Linked DNA regions of Danio rerio: region 1 is linked to region 2. The links are chromatin contacts, called in public HiChIP or PLAC-seq maps. All regions are on one chromosome and are shown on one strand. Each heading gives the region's core, a stretch centred on a gene start, on an enhancer-like site or on the middle of the called end of the contact. The rest is flanking DNA. Distances are from core to core; before and after follow the strand shown. Region 1 holds the start of dvl3a (dishevelled segment polarity protein 3a). Region 2 holds the start of zgc:153615.

What was found. HiChIP or PLAC-seq counts read pairs in DNA pulled down with a chosen protein or histone mark.
Region 1: an H3K4me3 HiChIP or PLAC-seq map of gastrula embryo shows a contact between it and region 2, with 2.9 times the contacts expected there. The contact joins the promoter of dvl3a here to the promoter of zgc:153615 in region 2. A contact is called at or near these places in 2 of 4 datasets of contacts at active chromatin or transcription factors (embryo and gastrula embryo).

The regions. Positions count from the first base shown.
Region 1 is chr2:10,089,708-10,094,674 of GRCz12tu, forward strand. It overlaps dvl3a (dishevelled segment polarity protein 3a), which reads right to left and starts at 3,390. Exons shown (of 15, transcript NM_131757.2): 1 at 2,862-3,390. The coding sequence starts at 3,022.
Region 2 is chr2:9,989,979-9,994,995 of GRCz12tu, forward strand. zgc:153615 reads right to left here and starts at 3,536. Exons shown (of 8, transcript NM_001077791.1): 1 at 3,487-3,536; 2 at 905-1,023. The coding sequence starts at 3,516. wu:fi34b01 reads right to left here. Exons shown (of 4, transcript XM_001338062.8): 4 at 3,820-5,017. The coding sequence ends at 3,999.

The DNA.
Region 1 (4,967 bases), core at 2,140-4,639, 100 kb after region 2:
AAGCTAGGGCTTGGTTTAAAGACACAGGCAATGTTCTAGCATCGTTCAGCATAAAAAGTACACTTGTGTAAAAAAATAAAAGCATCCTTATTTTGACCAGAACTTATAAAACAATATATATAAAAGAATAAGTAAACATACTACGAAAGCTAGTGGCAAAGCATACCGATTTATAATGACAATTAACTAGATTTTGAGAACTGCACTGTGATCCTTAAAGGGATAGTTCACCCAATATTGAAAATGTACTATTTACTCTACCCTTGAGTGGTAACATAAAAATATATATATTTTCAAGAAAGCCAAAAACTTATAATCACAGACTTGAATAGTAGTAAAAACAAATATTATTGAAGTCAATGGTAAACAGTTCCCAGCAGTTTCAGAAACGTGTTCTTTGAGTTTAAAACCTTGTTTAAAAAGAAAGAAACTTGTAAAGCTTTGGAAAAAGTAAAGAATGAGTAAATGATGACAAAATTGACATTTTTGTTAACTATCCCTTTAAATAAAGTTCCAGAACACAACTCAAAACAATTCCTAATTAAATGTGACTAACAAGATTTGTTCATGAGCAATGCCATGCAAATGTCAACCTTGCAATGATGAAATTAAGTTTTCACCAAAATAGCGAAACCGTATCAGCGTTTTTTTGTGTAAGCAAGTATTTTACAGTGCTTTAAAATACTCAAAAATGTCTCTGTTAATGTTTTCAAACAATTATATTTGATTGACCAAAATCACACAAGTGCCGATTTCACATGTCACATCCATAACGGAGAGATATCACATCCATGATAAAGCTTTTTCTTCATAAATGCAAAACTTGCCAAATAAAAAAACAATAAATAATTTTTGTTCTATAATTAGTCAACTCTTATCCTTCTGATTAGCATAGTTTCTTTTGGGTTGTACGGTTTAATTCACAGAATTTCTACAAAGTATGTTGTATATTGTAAACTCGCAGACATTAATGTCTTTGACATCTTTCTTAGTGTTAAGAATTGTCCCATAATAACGTCAAAATACAAGGTAAATGTCCAAAAATTCACTGAAATGTTTTATATTTTAATTTACATATTTGAACCAATTTTTTAATAATTATCGTCACTTTTGAAAGTCTGTAGATCACATTGAATTTTAGAATGCTCTATTTCCTTGTTTTCTACGGCCGGGTAATCCTGGGGGCTGTTCCATAAACCAGAAAAAGCCAGGCTTATTTTGGAAAGTCAGGTTTATAAATGGCGGAATCTGTTTCATAAATCAAATTTAGATGGTTTAAACTCAGTTACTCTGGCAACTAATGCCTATCAACAGAAACATAAAAATAAATAAAATTTTAGTTGAAATGTTGTAGTTTGTATTAGAATTGTTTGCAATAACTTGTTTTAATTTAAATGTATTATTGTTCTATTCTACAAGATGTTTGGTGTGTATGTATGTATACATATATATATACATATATATATATATATATATATATATATATATATATATATATATATATATATATACACATATATATATATATATACATACATACATATATATACATATATATATATATATATATATACACATACATATATATATATATATATATACATACATATATATACATACATATATACATACATATATATACATACATATATACATACATATATATACATACATATACATATATATATATATATATATATATATATATATATATATATATATATATATATATATATATACATATACATACATACTATCAAGTGACTATAAAGTTTTAATCATTATTAAGAGGTTAAGTTAATAAAAAGGGCATCAAATTACGATATGCGAATGTTAACATTACTTTGATTCACCTGAGAAGTAACCTGCCCCAGACCAGGTTAGTTTCCCAGCATTTGCCATAATAATTGAGTTTGAACTATCGTAAATTTGATTTATGAAAGAGAATCCGCCATTAATAAACCTGACTTACCAAAATAAGCCTGGCTTTTTATCTAAGCTTGGTTTATGGAACAGCCCCCAGGTCTCAGATTCATTATGTGTACAACGTCTACTTTTAGTCTTTTTAAGCCTACGAGGTCAAAGAGTTCACGTTGAAATTTGCGTTATGGCTACTGACCAAGAAAGAGCCCGTCATAAATAAAATGTAACTAGAATGTTAAAAAAAATCTTTCGGGTGCTCGGTTTTAGGGATCAATGTTAGTCGTTGAACAGCGCATGCGCTCGGCAGACTCAGATTATTCTGCAAGTTAGTTCTGGGATGTGCTTTTGATTTAGGGTGGAAAATTCCTTAGTGTGTTAAGGTTTGTTAAGCTAGATAGTTTCGGCAATACTCGCTCTTCAATATTCTGACACAGGATAAAAAAAGAAAATACTTTAGGAACCGGGTCTATGCATAATAAGTGTAAAGAAACCCCAAAAGGACTAGTGTTTTTTTGTGTAGTCATGGTAATTTAGACTGACGCGGGAGAACATTTAAGGAATGATATCGAACAACACCCTGTTAATACTTTGACTGTGATCCCAAACCACTCACTTAACTTAATAACTACACCCCAAGATCAGGCCAAACGCCGTATTTGAGAGTAATCCAGTCTTAAAATGGATGCCGTCTTCAATTGAACAGGACCAAACATTCACCCCTGCTGAACTCCACACACACACACACGCACGCACACACACACCTCACATTTGACTTCGTCCCCACACTCGCACAAACAATGAAAGATATATATCAGGCTCTGGAAGATCATGGCAGTCGATATGAGATCCAAACAAGGGAAGAAAACGTGCGGAGAGCTGGAGTTAAAGGAGAGAATTCATGCAGAAGTGCTAAGAAAACGAATGTACGGTGAGCTCACCCAAAGTCATCGTCCATTGATTTAAAGAAAAACTTGTAATTTGGTTTCTTGAGAGCATTTTTCAGGTCCAAAAGGGTGACCCTTTCGGCAGGGATGGGCAGTTTGACCAGGTATGGAGTTTCCTGGTCGTCGAGATGGTAGATAACTTTAGTCTCCCCCATTGCAGACCGCTGGGGAGAAGTGGACGGCGGTCATCCAGTGCAGGGGCTCCCCTGATGCCCCTCCAGAACGGGCTTTTGCTCGCTTTCACCCGCCAGTGGACTTTTTTGTTAATCCCGTTCGTTGTTTCTTTCTTTCCTTCCTTCCTTGCCTTGCTCCGGAGTTCCCAGGAATCTTCTGTTTCAGCGCAAATATTCCATGAGCTGGCGGGCTTGAAAGGTGATTATTAATCCGTACTCCTATTTCACGTTACCTCGCTTGTTGAGATCGGAGAATAACACGTAATATGTGTGGTAGAAAAGATAATTTTGGTCCGGAATGTCGTGGCTACTCGGAGAGCTTCCCTGTGCTCTCCTTCCAGAGGGTTTTGTATTGCTTTCATTGACGCCGACTGCCCGGGGAAACGTGCTCCCCCTAGCGGTGAGGGGTGCTAGGTGTGGAAAAAAAAGAGTTATGTGGGGTCATTGTGCTGCTAAACGGATCCCACTAGAAGAGCGGGCAAAACTGGGAAAGCTTAGTTATTCTCAAGGCAAGAAAAAATGGTTTATCTTTCTGGATGGCTATCAACCGTAATCACATGTCATATAAATAAATAGTGCCATAAATAAATAAAATTAAATCTGGCACAGCAACTGTATTAGTTTAGGTCATGCTAGGATGTACCTGATTCATTCCAAGAAAAAAATAAGAACATATATCTGGTTTAATGTTTAGGGAGAAAAATAATAAATTTCTTAAAGAGAGAGAGAGTAATAAAATGTTTACTGGAAAGACATTGTTTCACATAGCCATAAAATATATTTTTATGAAATTTGAATAATGTCTTGCATTTGAAACATTTTGTATTGTTGTCATTGATGTTTAATTTTATTCACTTTTATAATATAAATGTAAACTATCATGTAACTATCAACAGAAGACATCCATTAGTAATGTCTTTGAGTTCAACAATAGTGTATATTGCAATTATTTTCATGATTATTTAGTACAAGACTTATTTAATGACTGTTTAACGATCACAATGCAGCCCTAAAAATATTTATAGCAAGAAATTTATATCAGTTTAAATAAAACATATTTTAGTACTTAAATTGTATTATGTACAGGCGAATTTGAGATTGTTTCATTTTACTTTAAAACAGTATACAGTTTAAGTCAAAATTATTAGCCTACCTTTGATTTTTTTCTTTTTTAAATATTTCCCAAATGATGTTTAACAGAGCAAGGAAATTTTCACAGCATGTCTGATAATATGTTTTCTTCTGGAGAAAGTCTTGTTTGTTTTATTTCGGCCAAAATAAAATCAGTTATTATTTTTTTAAAAGCCATTTTAAGGACAAAATTATCAGCCCTTTTGAGCTTAATTTGTTTTCAATAGATTACAGAAACGCATTACCCTATCCTGCCTAGTTAACCTAATTAACCTAGTTAAGCCTTTAAATGTCACTTTAAGCTGTATAGAAGTGTCTTGAAAAAATCTCTAGTCAAATATTTACTCTCATCAAGGCAAAGATGAAATAAATCAGTTATTAGAAATGAGTTATTAAAACTATTATAATAAATGTTTTGTAAAAATTCTGTCCGTTAAACAGAAATTGGGGAAAAAAAATAAATAGGGGGGCTAAAAATTCTGACTTCAACTGTATATGAATATACTACACACTGTGTTCAACTATTTCACTCATATTTTTATTTCTTTGAAAATGTTATTTCAAACATGAGGAAACACTTACATTTATTCTGCTTTCTATAAACACTTTTTGTTTATAAACCTATAAAATCTACCAAATCGGTCAATAGAATTATTTCGTAATAAATCAAAATGTGTTCATACTCCACATAATTATTATGGTTTGCAAGCAGGTTTGTATTGCACTCAAAAACACCTTTAAGCTACTTTATTAAAATAAGCTTAAAACAAAATTCTTGTTTTTTTGTGACAACATA
Region 2 (5,017 bases), core at 2,286-4,785:
CTTAGCTGCTATATCTGCCCAATCATTTCTAATTAACCCCATATGGGTTACCCAACAGAAAATAAACACAGAAGTCCTCTTTCATTAAAGAGTCATTTTTCTACACTGTAAAACTGTAAACTTTATCAAACGAAATGAGTGTAGTTACTCATTTGAAAAGAGTTTTGAACTCTATATATAGTGTACTATACATATACTATATATATAGTGTTAAAGGTAATGAGTCAATTAAATACCTCATTACTTCAACTTAAATTAAGTTCACAGTACACATATGGATTAGTTTTTTAACTCAAATAGTTTGTTGCAATTGGTTTCCTTAAACGGTTCCCTTACTTTTTGGGTTTTACCGTGCATTACGTTGAAAACAATGATCAATTGTCAGAGCAAGAGAATGTAGCCATGCAAATTAAAGCAAAGACCTTTTCTAATTGTAAATCTTATCACATTTAATATTTTCTAAGGCCTAAAAGCAATGCACAAGCTTTAGATGTGAACACTGAGATTTGTCCGGGAATACTCTTTTTAGAACACTTGAAAGAATCAATACTGAAGCAGATTTATTCGAGAATTCTTCTTTATAAACATTTGGATGTGTCAGGAGCATTATATTAGATTAATTTTTATGCAATGATTAAAGTAAGCTTTACTTAGATTGAAAACATTGAATCAGAGCTGCTTGTTTCATAACTTGATGATGTAACAAATAATGCTTAGTCATCTTGAAGCAAATGGGACAAAGCCAAAAATATTCTCAGCCAAAAGGTTTTAAAAAGTGGTCATATTTCTTTTATTAAAACGCTAGCTATATCGATCAAAGTCAGTGCAGTTCTACGCTAAAAATAGCTAACATTACGTACTGTATGACACACCACCAACCCACTGAACAGAAGCACACACTGACCGTGAGGACAGGCAGTTTTTGCCGCTCTTGCTACAGCCAGTAAAGGTAATCGGTCCGTCGTCATAGAAACTGCCAAGGGCCAGCTTCTGCCTAATGGACTCCCTCTCATTCCTCTGGGCCTGAGCGAAAACACAGTTGACTTGAATGAGGAGAACAGTCAGAGTCACACAGCATGTAAAAGGCCATAGAGGATCTCGCAGTTTGACATGGCATTTTTAAACACTCATCCGCTTTCATACATCTACATACAGTGGCTATTTAAAGCTTGAGGAAGATTATAAATAATTTGGTGGATTACAAGAGCAACGTGGAAAAGGAAAGATGGCAATAATGGGTGTGTGGATTGGAAGGTACAATCTAAATTTAGATTGTGTGCTTGCATGGAAATGACTACAGTCAATAATTGGACAAAAAAGGAGACAAAGAATGAGAGAAAAATGAGAGGATGTATAATACAAACCATCTACATGACATATGTATTATATATTACTATTTTACTTTCATAACCTTTTTTAGTAATCATATTTGTCTTTGTATATATCAAATATCTAATTGTGTGTATATACTTATCCTTATTATACTGTATAATCACTTCACTATTTTATTCATTGTTTATGTAATCTGCAGTTTTTTGTCAATACTTGAAAAGTAATGCCAATAAAGCTTATTTGAATTATTGGATGGATGGATGGAGCTGGCCTTTCATAAATAGATAGATATATAGATAGATGGATGGATGAATGAATGGAACAGACCTTTCGTAAACAAAAAGATGAATGGGTGGATGGATGGAAAGAACAGGCCTTTCATAAACAGATAGATGGATGGATGGAACAGACCTTTTGTAAACAAATGGACGGATAGGTGGATGGACAGAACAGACCTTTCATAAACAGATGGATGGATGGACAGAACAGACCTTTCATAAACAAATGGATGGATGATACAAAAGAACAGGCCTTTCATCTAGATAGATAGATAGATAGATAGATAGATAGATAGATAGATAGATAGATAGATAGATAGATAGATAGATAGATAGATAGATAGATAGATAGATAGATCTTTCATAAATAGATTGTTACATAGATAGATGAACGGAACAGACCTTTCGTAAACAAATGGATGAATTGATGGATGGAAAGAACAGGCCTTTCATAAACAGATGAATGGATGAATGGAAAGATAGATAGATAGATAGATAGATAGATAGATAGATAGATAGATAGATAGATAGATAGATAGATAGATAGATAGATAGATAGATAGATAGATAGCTTTCATAAATAAGCTGACATCGATAGATGGATGGATAAATGGATGGACTGAACAGACCTTTTGTAAACAAATGGATGGATGGAAAGAACAGGCCTTTAATAAACAGATGGGTGGATAGATGGATGGATGGATGGATGGATGGATGGACAAGTCCTTTCATAAACAAATGGATGGATAGGTGGATGGATGGATGGATGGACAAGACCTTTCATAAACAAATGGATGGATAGGTGGATGGATGGAAAGAACAGGCCTTTCATCAAGATAGATAGATAGATAGATAGATAGATAGATAGATAGATAGATAGATAGATAGATAGATAGATAGATAGATAGATAGATAGATAGATAGATAGATAGATAGATAGATAGATAGATAGATAGATAGATAGATAAAGGCCTTTCATAAACAAATGGAGGAATGAAGGGATGGAAAGGATGCCTTTCATAAACATGGATGGATGGATGGATGGATGAGGCCCTTTATAAACAAATGGATGGATGGAAAGAACAGGCCGTCATCAACATACTGTAGATAGCTAGATAGAATACACATTTGCTGTGCTACATAATAGTCTGTATATTGAAATGAATATATATTCTCAAACCTATGTAGTCCGCTCAAATTATTGCCATGGCAACATGGCTGCCTTTTGGTGCTCAGAATGACTCATATGCACTTTTAAAATGTCTGGCACCTACAGAATAATCATAAGGCCTGCAACTGTAAAATTCCATAACTAACATTTTTTTTTTTCCCCTTGGCTTATTTTGCATTATCATACTGAGTGCAGAGCAGTTCCTCTGGGACTGATGCTATAGATAGATGAACGGTGTAGAAGAGCATCTGATTGATGATGTACTTAAATTATAGAGGCAAATGAGAAACAGCTCTCCCTGTGATGTACTACTTGCAGTATAATCTAGTATATCTGTAAAATAGTATTCTGAGAACTAGCACAAGTGTCATTTTTGGTTGCTTTTTAAAAATTGTTGTCACTAAATTAGCACATAATGCTAAGCAAACGCAGACACCCATACCTCACACACAAACAAACGTGACCTTTTTTTTTTTTTTTTTTTTTTTTTTAAATGAGCAGCATCATTTTAGCCTAAGCAGTGCATATTGTTTTTCTAGTAAACATCAGATATTCAGCTAAACCTACACAGTAGCTTAACATTGATTCAAAATACAGTTCCTTTCATCAGAAAATGATCAATTTGCTTTGAACTCGCACATCATAACCTATTACTTGCACATACAGCACGCCAATGCCACAAAACTGCAAAATGGCTGGTCTTACCTGGTAAACACATTTCTCCTGGTGCACCATCTTTCAGCGCATTGTATAGTGCAGCAGCCAAGCCCTAGCTTCTACTGCAGTGTCTGAGCTACACCCTGGAGACCAGAATCACACACAGAAAAGGTCTGGGAGGGGGGAGCGTGCGAATGAGCGCGCAAGGAGCACAAATGAAAGCCTTGCAATGAAACACAGCCACTGAAAAAAGCAGTGAACTAGATCCATGTTTTTGCTCTACATCTTCCACACTTGAATCATAGTCTCTCCTACGTGTGGTTCTTGGATCTTCCAGAGATTTATATTAATAACAATTAAAATAATAAACAGAAAAACGACTTTTGACCATATTTGATTTATTGAATTGTTTGAGAATTTGGACAATTAAATTGAGACATAAGCAAGCAATTTTCCATTCACATCGTAGCATTTTTGTTTTTCAAAGCCAGGCGTAGCACTTGAGCAACCCCATTCCATCTGCCCTCAGTCATTACATATTACAAAATCATGGGAAAGACTCAATCTGCATCAGTCTCAGCCAGATCCACAAAATGAAGCGAAAAGGGGTCTTTTTCATAAAGCATAGGACGTTGTTGTACATTGTACTGGGGAGGGTAATTGGGAGCAAGGATCTCTGGGGGCTCGCATTTGACAACTACGGTAGTACAGGGTGGAGGGGTGGTCGTAGGTGGTGGTTCGGTAGGGGCTTGGGGAGGCTCGATAGGGTATTGCGGATAAAACTCTTGAAAGAAATTAGGATAATATTGCCAAAACATCTGGGGGTACTGAGGTTGAGGCTTATAGGGTGGTGGTTGGGGTACTGCTGGGGTGTCGGGAATTGAAGCAGAAACTGGTGTCTTCGGTTTGCCACGATTATAGTAATACGACCAATCGATCTGGGGGTATACTGGCAGTTGAGGATACTGAATTGGTGTTTGGGCAACTGATGAGACTGGTTTGTTGACAGGGTTTGGCTTACCATAATAGTAAGGATAGTAATATTTCCAAAAGTCTTGATGGTACCATGGAAGTTGAGGCTTCTCCGGTGGAACTGGGGCAACTGTTGTGGTCGGAACACAATCTGGTTTCTCTGTGGGCTTCGGCCCACTAGGATATTGGTATTGAGGGAAGTAAAATGGCCAGAATCCTTGACGGTACCAAAACAACTGAGGGTCCAAAGGTGGAGCTTGGGCAACTGATTCAGAATCGGACACGGAAGCTGGAACTGGTTTTGCTGTTGGCTGTGGCCTGCCAGGAGATTGGTATTTAGGGTAGTAAAATGACCAAAATCCTTGAGGGTACCCTGAGGATTGGGGGTTCACAGGTGGTGTTTGGATTGGCCTTGGAACTGGTTTCTCTGGAAGCACTGGTTTGCCATAATTTGGGTAGAAATATGGCCAACGCATCTGAGAGATTTGAGGCTTCTGTGTTGGTGGAGGTTGAGGCTTTGGCAGTGTCTTCCCAGGATAATTGTAATTAGGGTAGAAGTACGACCAAAACATTTGAGAATCTGAAAGTTGTTGGGGCTTGTCTGTTA